Regions from separate parts of the Triticum aestivum genome. Here region 1 is linked to region 2. Evidence: chromatin contacts called from public Hi-C data. All regions are on one chromosome and are shown on one strand. The core of a region is the stretch at or near the end of the contact, and the rest is flanking DNA. Distances in the headings are between cores, read along the strand shown.

Evidence for each region. A called contact is a pair of places that touch in the nucleus more often than the background predicts.
Region 1: a Hi-C map of leaf shows a contact between it and region 2, with 2.5 times the contacts expected there. The contact joins the promoter of LOC123164457 here to the promoter of LOC123168983 in region 2. A contact is called at or near these places in 2 of 5 Hi-C or Micro-C datasets (both in leaf).

What each region holds. Positions count from the first base shown.
Region 1 is chr7D:21,965,549-21,971,248 of IWGSC CS RefSeq v2.1, reverse strand. LOC123164457 reads right to left here and starts at 2,850. Exons shown (of 6, transcript XM_044581964.1): 1 at 1-2,850. It also overlaps the pseudogene LOC123170657.
Region 2 is chr7D:21,825,413-21,831,570 of IWGSC CS RefSeq v2.1, reverse strand. It overlaps LOC123168983 (disease resistance protein RPM1), which reads right to left and starts at 2,234. Exons shown (of 4, transcript XM_044586845.1): 1 at 1,034-2,234; 2 at 657-928.

The sequences.
Region 1 (5,700 bases), core at 1,601-4,100, 140 kb before region 2:
GGGCCCGGAATGGCTTCGGCAGAAAAGTTTAGATGAACTAGTAGGAAGAAACACTAAAAAAAATTAGAGAAAGAACATGTTAAGTTAAGACGAAGTCGTCGCGATGAGACAAAAAAGAAATGTTTGCTAGAGGAGTCGTTCTGTCGACTACAAGATGTCTGTGGTGACTTCATCAATCTTAAAATGATATGCCAGCTTAGTCTCTCGAATGTGCTCATAGGGATAGGGTGTGTGTATTTTATTAAAATGATATGCCGGCTCAGTCACTCGAATGTGCTTATAAGGATGAGATGTGCGTGTTAAAATGATATGCCGACTCAGTCTCTCGAATGTGCTCATGGGGATAGTATGTGTGTTCATAGAGATGAGTATATACGTGTGTGTGTATATATATGAGCGTCTACGTCTGCACTGTGTTTTAAAAAAAGAAACGTATGCTATGCTCACAAATAGAACCCCCCATCATGCTATGTTCAGTTGCATAGAGATATACCAGGACCAGTTGACAATCCCGGTGAGTCGGCAGGGATCACCCCGGCAAGGGATAAATTCCCCCTCCCTATGCTTAAAATTGCGTCCGGTTTTATCGCTACCGTGATCCCATCATGGCCAGTTCCGCCCCAATCCCGTATATCGTGACAGGGAAATAATCTTCCCAAAACCCACTCTCTTGTGCTTTCAGCAAATGTCGGGGTTCCTCGTGTGCTCCTCCTCATGTGCTTTCGGCAGATGTCGGGGCTCACAATCAACTTCAACAAGAATGAGGTCATGGTGTGCCCTCTGGCATGGATCCGCGGCCATGTGCCCTCTGGCGTGGAGGTGCCTAAGCGCAATGGCCCCGACAACGGGTTGTGCCTGATATGCGAGACCTTAGAAGACTCCAATCACATCTTCTTCGTCTGTGTTACGGCACAGTTCCTATGGAACTGTTTCCGAGAAGCGGCGGGGGACTCTTGGTGTAACACCAACTTCCCCGACCTCTTCGAGGAACTTCACGCCTCGCTGAGGCTCCACCACATTAAGCGGTGGCTAGATATTGGGATCCTTGCGTGGACGTTGTGGACAATTTGTAATAGGCTTGTGATTCATCGTACTCCGCTTCGACAACCTTCTGACGCTATCTACAGAATGTGTGGCTACTTGCAGCTCTGGCGGTCGCTTAGCCGTGTGACGGACCGGGACGCCATCGACATCCTCATCACAGATCTTTGGGCATTGGCTCTCCGCTTGGCTCAGCCACTTCCCCCACCACCTCCTGAACCGGATTAGTCCATGGGACCCTCCCGCAGCCATGGTTGTGGCTTTGCCGTGGCTGTTGTATGTTGCTTTTATTTCTTGGGGCTTGTTGTTGTGCTCTCATCATTAACCTTTGTACTTTTGCTCATGTGCTACCATGTGTGTGTCGTGTGGTGTGGATCTTTGTGTTGAACTTATTGGCTCTGGTGGTTTGCTTTATATATAAAGTGGGGCAAAGCCTTTTTCGGTTATTACATAAACTAAAATATGTGAATGTTATTCTCACAATCTAATAGAGCAAATTAAGCAAAGATAAAGATGGAAACAAATCTTGGTTGGGAGGTATCTAGGGTGTATGCCACAGTTTTTCGTTTGGCAACTTTTTGACCCTGCCCAAAGTCATGTATGGAACCCTAAGGAGTTGTCATTATGATCCGATATGTACAATCTTGCAAACATGTTTACTAAAGTGAACTATTATATGCAGCTGGTGCCTACTTCCTTCCTTCCCTTTTGTTTAGCTATTCCCCTGACATTTTCTTTATGATGCCTCTGGTTTCGTGTAGTATATAAAGAAAAGCTAACATATATAACTGCTTGCATGTAGTGAATATAACAGTTTTATTGTCCGGAGTAAGCCCATAATCGACTTTGCTTCTTCAGTAGCGCATGTCTGTTGTGCACGTAATCTTTGAGTAAATTTTGGCGCTCGAGTCTTTGGTTTTCTCGCAAAACTTTTCTTCAGGTGCTCTAGTACTTGGCCGCCGACCGCGAGACGAAACCACGCCACCCAGGAGCCAGATCCTCTGACGTACAGCCCGCTGACGTTGCGCCACTGACGCGTGGGCCCGGGGTCACATGTCAGTGGGCGTCACGGCACATCAGAGGAGCTGCGTCCCACCACCCACCCACTCGCCGCGGTAGTTGCCCCGTCCCTCATGGCATGTAGCTAGCAGCCCAGCACAGACCATTCACAACTCCTTTCTCCGCTCAAGCTCCCCTTCCCCGCCGCGGCGCCCTCCCTCCTCGGCGCCCATGGCATCTAGCTAGCAGCCCACCACAGACCATTCACAACCCCTACGTCCGCGTCGCCGCCAAGCTCCCCCCTCCCTTCATTCAGGGTGACTAGGTGCCGATTAGAGGAGTAAAACCGTATTTTTACTCCTCTAACCGTTTATAAAGGACCGGTTAGAAATGTGCAAACTTTGCATACTATGGCACATCGTGGACTATCTCTAGCTAAATGGATTGAAGTAAACCTTTGGCATGGCCGTTTCGTTCTGGCACGATCGTTGGATGACCCTGGGCAGACTCTGCTTTCGTTATCCTATCCTCTACTCTTTCGCCACTGAACAAACCTGCACTGTGGCATCTCAGTATGACCAAGGTACTTGGAATATTATCTCGTACAGCAGCAACAACTAGAGGAATTACTGTACATGTGGCATCTTGTTGAAAAAAGTTTAGTAGTTTCTTGTGCAGAATATTGCAGGCCTTGATAGTAAGTAAATAAATAAATAGCTCAAGAGAAGCTAGATTCCCTTTCTGGTCATTTTTTTCCTTTTATGTTTTCAGACCGGGAGATTATGCATGGATCTGTGTACAGCCGTGTGTTCTTACCAACGTGAAGGTCAATTAAATTTCTCATCTTTGCCAGAGGTGTCTCCCATAACCGGCGAGGTTTTCAACACGAGGATTATACGAGGGTCAGCTGATTTGAAACGAACATGGACTTTGATGCAAACAATCGCAAACAAAAAAAGAAGAAGAGGAATTTACCTGTGAAAATTTGGCTTCCTCGCGGCAAGCCGATGATGCACGGCGATCCCTCCTTCTCGTCCACGACTTGGATCAAACGTTGTGCTTCACCGAATCGATCCAGCCAGGTGCGCGCACGTGGTTGGACGACCGGCCCAGCCATACGTCGGCACCGGCGGGGCGATTCGCCGGCGGCGACTTCCGATCCGGCGACGTGCACCGACGACGGCCCGGCCGGCCTTGCATCGACACGGGGGGATCGATCCGGCGGTGTGCCGTGCTTGGACGACGACGGCGACGTCACACGTCCGATCCAGCGGCGTGCTTCGAGCGACGCCCAGCGCACGCATGCGTCGGGTCGAGAAGGCCTGGTCGGCCCGGCGGCGGGCAGGCGCCGACGACGGGAGCGTCCGGCGGCGAGGTTTGGCAGAGCCATGGGCAGAGGAAGAAACGGAGAAAGGATAGGAGAGCCTCACGGCTTGCGTGCGCATCTGGCCTGATCTCTAGCGGCTTTTGTGTGGCGTCTGTTATGAGCACGTAGTTGTTTGCGCAGCTGGCTCGCGCCTGCCTGATCGTTCCGGCCGGAATTCATTAATTTCGTATTAATTGCCTGGTACCGAGGCCAGATCTGGGCGTGCCAGAAAAGTCGCACCCGTGCCCGACACGGCCCACGAGTTTTGGTCCCTTTCGGTGCTGCTCCCACCATGATATGATACAGACCCCGCGCCCCACCTGCCTTTGTTTATCACACCGGGACGGACACGGACGGCAGAAGAATCCTATGCGCTGCGTGCATCCTATGTGCCATGCTGAGAAAATAGTAATGGTAAAACTCAAAGAGCATCTACGGCCACTAATCCGGCCCTTCAAACGTCCGCGAACCATGACCGGTCACTAGTCCTGGACATGGGCAGCCCAGACCGACGCATCTCCCGGGCCGAGCCTGGGCCTAGGTTTTGAGCCGGAAGACTAGGTCGGGCTGGGCCTGGGCCCGTTATTTCTGCTATTTACTGAAGAGGCCCGGCCCAAGGCCTGGTGTTTTTTTTGCCGTGACAGGTTGGGCTTGGGCCTGAAAAGTAGGCCCGACGGCCGGGCCGGGCTTGGGCCTGAGTTTTCTACCTCAGGCTTGGTCTGGCCCGGCCCAAAGCCCGGCCTGGCCCGGAGGATGGCCAGGTCTACCGGTCACCCCCTCATTTTGAGGCTTCTAACGTCCGTGAACCATGACTGGTCACCCTTCATTTTCCACTTCAAACGTCCGGGAACCATGACCAATCACCCCTCATTTTGCTGCCTCTGTAAGCGTCTCCTTCGTATCCATGCAACTCATGCAATGTAAAACATAAAACTATATATATATCAACACATTAGCAACAAAAGTACATAATTCGGACATCAATCACATAGTAACAGTCATAGGTAGGGCAACCAAAAGAACAAGTGTTCATCACCGGACAATACTAATTAAACATTAAAAAAAACAGATAAAACGGAGAGACGAAGAAGGGCGGAGGAAACCGCCATTTCCTCGCCGTCCCCTTCCCCTTGTGGTCGCCGGTGCAGTTAGGCGTCGACGGCCAGAGGGGCCTAGCCGTCAGATCCGCCACCAAACGGTGTGCGGCTGGAGCTCGACAGTCCACGGTGTGCGGCTGGGTCCTACACATACCCGCCTCAGATTTGAGCTGCGTTTGTAGGGTGCCGGTCAGCCCACGCGTGAGCGACCGGCTTGGGAAGCCAACTTTTTTTTCTCTGACCAGGCACTGACCGGGCCGTCCGTCCGGACAGTTTATGGAGCCCGGCAGCAGCAGCGGTGCACACCCCGCGCTGTAGCACAGCTCCCTCCCTCCTCACCCCGCACTGGATCGGCGGCAGCAGCGCAGATGGATTCAACCGCCTGCTCAGCCACGAAGGGCTCCACCCCAGGCGACAACGGTAATATGCTCAGAAGGTAACCCCCAAATCGCCCCCATCTATATTCTACTACTAATATGTATGCTCAAGTTTGTCTCCCTGAATTTTCTCTGAAATCCGAACGCAAGTGGGTAGCAGCAGTTACTGATTTCTAGGGTTGCGGCGATCCAGTCGTTCCAGCAGGCCCCTGTTTTCAGTTCAACATGATGGTCAGTCAATGAATGGAATTGATTTTCATATGAACAGTTCTGTGTCTCCCACTCTCGACATGCTATACTTCTTTAGTTTCATTGACGGACGCCAACAAACTGAGACATGGAAAGACGTACTCATCTAGCTGAGGATGTCTGACTCTCGTACCATTCTGAATCTGTACACCAGCAGTTGATATGGGTGTTGAAAAATGGTCAATATAATTCTAGTTTGGCAAGGATCAACAACCAAGCTTGTCCCAGTTGGATGCTCAGTTCAGGATGCCAGATGCTCTGTAGGATTCGACGCTGTCCCCCAGCCCCAGGGTCTTCTCTACAGGCCTCAAGGCAGGTCCACCCAAGCTTCTCAAGTTTCTCAGATGACAAACTTAGACAAATTTAAATCATTAATAAATAGAAAGAAATCAGTAGGATTTACGGATTATAATAAGCTCACCTGAGGATCTGAAGAGAAGGATCAGTGGATCTGAAGGATCAGTGGATAGAAGCTGCTACTTTGTGAACTGATTGAAGACGGTAAGAATTTGGCACAGGCGATGTTGCCATAACAGCAGTGTAAACGGCCTATGTGATGGGCAATATAATA
Region 2 (6,158 bases), core at 985-3,484:
AGGTGAAATACACATCTTCTCTCAATGTAATCCTCATAAACCACAATGCCAAAGTAATCCTCATAATGATTTCACAATTAACTTATCTAACTCTAACTTACGTAATGTCGTAATCAAACAAAATAGTACTTATGACAGGCAGATCCATGAGAATTCTGAAGCACTAGAGACTGTGCTATAGTCAAATGTGATAAACTTAATGTTATTGACCGGAAAAAATGAGTGATACTAAATAACTGACCATGCATGCTCCGCTTCGATATAGAGATATCTCAGCTTAAAAGGCCCCCAAATAAGTAGTCAACTGTAGCAAACTTAATTTTACTAACTGACAAGAAGGAGTGACAGGGAAATGACCTTTCATACATGCATCGTTTCTGTATAGGATATCTCACTTAAAATGCCCCAAGGTTTGAAAATACCAATCTGCCACACCAGCTAGCTCGCCAATATGAGTACTCTGCTTTTGGATAGTTCACTAATGTGATCGTTACATGTAACTTAGTCCTCTATTTCCTCACTGTCTATCTAATATATCAGATGCATGGAGAACAAATAGCTGCAAGAAACAACATACATGCTTTTTATTTGAACTGAAGGAGATTCTTCCGAGTACAACTTTAAGATAGCCAGAAAACTAGGGAAGAACAACGCACCTTCCTTGTCGTAGGTTAGACCCAGGTTACTCTTGGTAACCACCTTTTGCGCTTCTGAATCTGAAACCGTCACAGCAATCACGAAAAGAAGAGACTTGATGCTTGGCTGGTCTTGTTGTCACTGAAGCTTAATCGTGAAGATCCTGAATCCTTATGGGAGATGGGTATAACTCGGAGTGTGGTAGCTTGTAACCGATGACAAGTGGCTGGATTTGATCTTCAAATCCCCCTTGTTCCTTTTACAAGTGAAAACCAAAGAATCACCACCATACCTGGCTTGTAATGGCAAGGAAAACTGCTTATTTTTTTGAATCGACTTCGCTACCCAGGATATTGACAAGAGAACTAGGAACAAAACCAAATCAAGGTCAACACACCTGGCTTTTAATCAATGTAGACCCGGCAAGATTTGGACCTGTGGTGGCCTCCTCCTTGCGCACTTCAGGATCTGAAATCACCAAACAGTGTCATGGCTTGGTGATTGGGGAACGCTTAGTCTAGTTGTTGAAGCCATCAAGAAGCAGCCAAACAACCAGACAAAGCTCCTGCGACCCTAATGTGTTTCTGAGAAAAGCCGGAATGATGATCGACAAACTCCTGCTTCTTACCAACCCAATAATTGCTCTTACCAACCCTTGAGATTTCTTAATCTAAACTTTGGAGAACAACTCAAGATGACCAGCTCAAGGAAGGCATCATCAGGAAGCAGGCATCTTTAGTATAAAATGACACCATCCTGATCCTAGTATTATGTATGCCGTAATACCTGTCTCCACTCACCATGAAATTGTTATTAAATAGACAACTTTGGGTCTTTGCGGATAATTAATGATGATAGCTGGTGATGGCAGCGGGTGAAGCTGTACAAAATGAGTAACTCAGGATGCTGAATTTGGTTCATTATTCAGGGTCGGTGACCGCTAAGAAATACAAAAATGCGCAATTTTCTTCTTCAGAAGTGTCCCCACTGTAGATAAATGAGATTGTCTTTCCACCAATATTTGCGCCTTAATTTCCTCGAGGTAGTAACCCGTCTGACCAGAATTGCCATATGACACGTTTTATTTTTCACTAGAAGCAACATCGAATCAAGTCAAATAATTTGCCGTGGCTAATACTGGTAATCAAAGCTTACAGATCAAGAGGGCAACGCTTTGGGGGATACTTAATAATTAATTAAAGGTCGAGCTGGTGGTTACAGAGGACAAAACAGGCTTTTTCAGGTTCAGATTCAGCAAGTTCATATTGTCACCCACGTCCTACCAACAACACAAAAGAAAAGAGGGCATGGATGTGTGTTACTGCGGTTGGCTGGCTTACCTCGCCGTCCTCGCCGCCGGCCGGGCGTCTACTTCGCGGCGGGCACGGCGAGAGGGGGTGTGAGTTGGCCGGGCAGCGAGGCCCTGTCGCCACACCAGGGGAAGAGGGCGTGGGTGGGTGGTTGGGGCGGGCTTGGCCGGAGATGAGACGCAGCATTATGCCCCCAATCCTAACCCTCGGCGGCGGCGGCGGTGGAGTCGTCTGCTTGCTTGCCGGGGTCTGTCGGTGCCGGAGGCGGAGGGTCTGGCCCCTTGCCGGGGTCTGTCATATGTCTCGCTCAGCGAGACATACGGAAGCCTCGCGCCGGGGGAGTGCCAGATGGGCCGGCCAAGCGCGCGGGAGGCGATGGCCTCGTTTTTTTATTTCCATTTTTTTACTTTCGTTTATACTTAATTTACATTCCCTAAAAGAAAATTGACATAAATTTTTTGAAAACAATTGTTAAACAAGCACTTAAAAATGTTAAATGTGTATAGAGTAAATATTTCTCAAGTATATGGAAAATGTATACAAAAAATATAAAATGCGTATGAAAAAGTTGATCACGTATTGAATTTTTTAATCAAGCAATTGAATTTATTTAAAAAGTATTTGAAAAATATTAATCAAGCATTCATAAAATATTTAATAAGTATAGAAAAAGTGTTGACCATGTATTTTTAAAAGTTAATCTTGTCTTCAATTAAAAAAAATTAAACTTGTAATTGAAAAAAATATATTAAAATTGGTATCTGAACCTGCATGATATTGTGTTATGTATCTGAACCTGCATGATAACACTAAAATTGTCTGCAGTACAGTCCTACAATATGGGTATTTTAATAACTATATATACTTCACATGAATGAAAGGTAGTCATGGCCTGTTGGAAATTTACAATTTGTTTCGAAAATACTGGGTGCATGATGGACCATGGCATGCCATGTTTCGATTTGTATGTAAGGACCGAGTATGCATTATCAAGATATACCGTGTTGATACAGCGCCATCTTCTGCCACTTAGGCCTTGGCTTGGAAAAGGAATTTTATTTGTTTATACAGTAAACATGGTATCTTGAATGGATTACATGGAAGGCTGGCAGAATGTGAGAATGCACCTTGTAAAATCTGAAACTTTTGCAAAATTATGCATGGTAGCAGTTTCGAACTGTATGTTGTTTCTAAGATATGCTTGTGGTTTCCACTGATTTTTTTGTAAACTCTGAACTTTCTTTGATCGTCCTTGATATCAAATATACTTTCTTTCAATCCTTGATATATCCTATAACAAAATGTTGATCTATTCTTGTGAAGCTATGTTCCTACTCCTCATGCATTGTCATCTTGCCTTCCTGTCTTGTTTATAAACTATAACGAAAAGTTTAATGCCCAAACGACTGGTGTAATGTAGCTAAACTTTACCTTGTGTGCATGCCAAAGGTGAGCAGAAAAAGGGGAGGTTCTTGCTGGTGGACACTTTTCTTCTGTCCTCCTGCTGCTTATGATGGAGGTTCTTGCTGGTGGACACTATAATGCCAAAGGTGAGCAGCAGGAGGAAAGAAGAAAAGTTCCAATGCTTGGTATTGTTTTTGTACACTTGTTGTTCGGTAAGTTACCACAAATCAGTATCCAAGCTTCTCCGTGGTATTTTTTCATAGCATAGTCTGGGCATGAAAATTAATCTCATGTTTGCTAGAGGGCAGCATAGTTGTAGATAATGGAAATCGAAGCGGCTAGTTAAAGCTTAGTGGTTGCTACTTTTACCTTTCGTTCACTTAATAGTGGGGAACTCTGGCTTCTTTGATTTCTCGTACGATAAAAAGTTGGCAATTTGTTACTATGGGGCTGTATGGATAGTGCCCAGGCTAGCCCCACCAAATCGCGCCATGCCAATTTTTTGGCGCAGGTTTTTGCCGCCATGGTCTCACCGGCTTGTTGGCGTAAAAAGTGTGCAGGGATTGAATGGTGGCCAAAAAATTGGTTAAGAACCGAAACTGGGGCTCCCATCCAGATGAGTGCCCACGCGCATGGTCAACGCCAAAAAATTGGTTCGGCTATTGCTGGCTATCATCCAAACAACCCTAATGAACTTTTGGCAGACTCCTAGATGTATGACACTCGGTAGACTTGCAATGTAACGGGTGAAAGCTTATTATTTGCATTATCTTGACTTAAAATATGGATTTCTATTACTTCCGATCCATATTAATTGTCGCTCATTTAGTACAACTTTATACCAAAACGACAAATTAATATGGTTCGGAGGGAGTGGAAGATTTTATCAATATAACAATCACTGTCTACCAAACACATTCATTTGTAGTACGGTGCTGAGGATTGGGGATTATTGGAGGATGGGAGGCGATTTGATGAAGGGGAGGGATTCACCAAATCCCCTGTAATCCCCAACCACATTGGGGCTTAAAATACCCTCCTGCCAAACAAGGCCTAAGGAGGAAGCTGCCGGACGGACACGCGAGGTTCAACAACCACCCCTCACCGACTACGATGAGGCAGCTCATATTGTTTTGTCATTTTTTGATTGATTGGTGCGTATTTTAGGGCGCTGATTTGTCGGCCCTTTGTTTTCACCGGCGGCCGGCCGCTATTTAATTCATCGTCACCTACTCTACTCTTGTTGCATTATTTGTCTATAAGATGCATGCATGTTCATGTGGTAGTGGCTGTTCTTGGAGCAACCACCTTGACCCAAATGTGCATTGTCATATGCATAGTCTTTTTTGTGCGTGGGATGCGTATAATGCTCTGCATATATACTAATTGATCGAGGGCTAGCTAGCTAATGAACTACTGACATTTTACTATTAGTATAGGGAGGATCAAGTTGGCAACTTGGCACCGTAATCACTCTGTAAAGTGATGTTGTCATTTACGTATAAGTATTATTTGCACTAGTAGCTAACCACTTTGTGAAGTGATGCTGTCTTTCACGTATATATTATGCACTAGTAGCTAACCACTCTCTGTAAAGTGATGTTGTCTTTCACATACATATTGTGCACTACTAGTAGCCAACCACTAGCTGCCATATAACCATCGTCCCCCACGATTATCCACCACAACCAATCCACAACTCACCAATTAATCATGGAGGCAACGGCGCTGAGCGTCGGCAAGTCAGTGCTAAATGGAGCTCTTAGCTACGCCAAATCGGCGGTGGCGGAGGAGTTGGCTCTGCAGCTGGGCGTGGGGCATGACCAGGCCTTCATCACCGGGGAGTTGGAGATGATGCAGTCGTTTCTCATGTCGGCGCACGATGAGGGAGACGGCAATAACAAGGTGGTGAAGACCTGGGTGAAGCAGGTCCGCGACGTGGCCTACGTCGTTGAGGACTGTCTCCAGGATTTCGCTGTCCGTGTCAACAGGAAACCATGGTGGGGCAGGCTGATGCACCGGCACGATGTGGCGAAGCAGATGAAGGAACTGAGGGCCAAAGTGGATGATGTCAGCCAGAGGAACATACGCTACCGGCTCATCAATAGCTCATCAGCTGCTTCTTCTTCCTCCTCCAAGCAGCCAGCAACTGACAAGTCTGCAGCAGCGTCAACGTTTGGCATCCATGACGCCGCCGAGAAGCACAAACAATCAAACATGGATCTTGCTCAGCTGCTCATGGTCAACTGCCAGGACGAGACTAATGACCTGGGGCTTGGGGTGATCGCCGTGTGGAGGACAAGTGCTGATCTCGGGCAGACATCTATCATCAGGGCGGTCTATGAGAATCCAGATGTCACAGCCAAATTCCCATACCGAGCTTGGGTCAGGCTGACACATCCTTTTGATCGAAAGGAATTCGTCGAGAGCTTAGTAGAGCAGTTTCATCATAGTACAATAACTGCTGTTATGCTCGAAATGGACCAGAAGACCCCGCAACAGTTGGCTCAGGAGTTTTATGGGGGTATGTGAACCGGAAGAGGTATCTGATTGTGATCAATGACCTATCCACCATCGAGGAGTGGGATCGGGTCAAAAGGTGCTTCCCAAACAACAACATGGGGTGCAGAATCATAGTGTCCACGCCGCAAGCTGAAGTCGCGACCTTATGTGCAGGGCAAGAATACAACGTATCAAAGCTCAAGCAATTGTCAGCTCATCAGAATATCTATGCTTTCCATAACATGGTAATATTATTCAACTAAACCTCTCCTCCTATGTACATCCATCATCACTACTTCGATATGT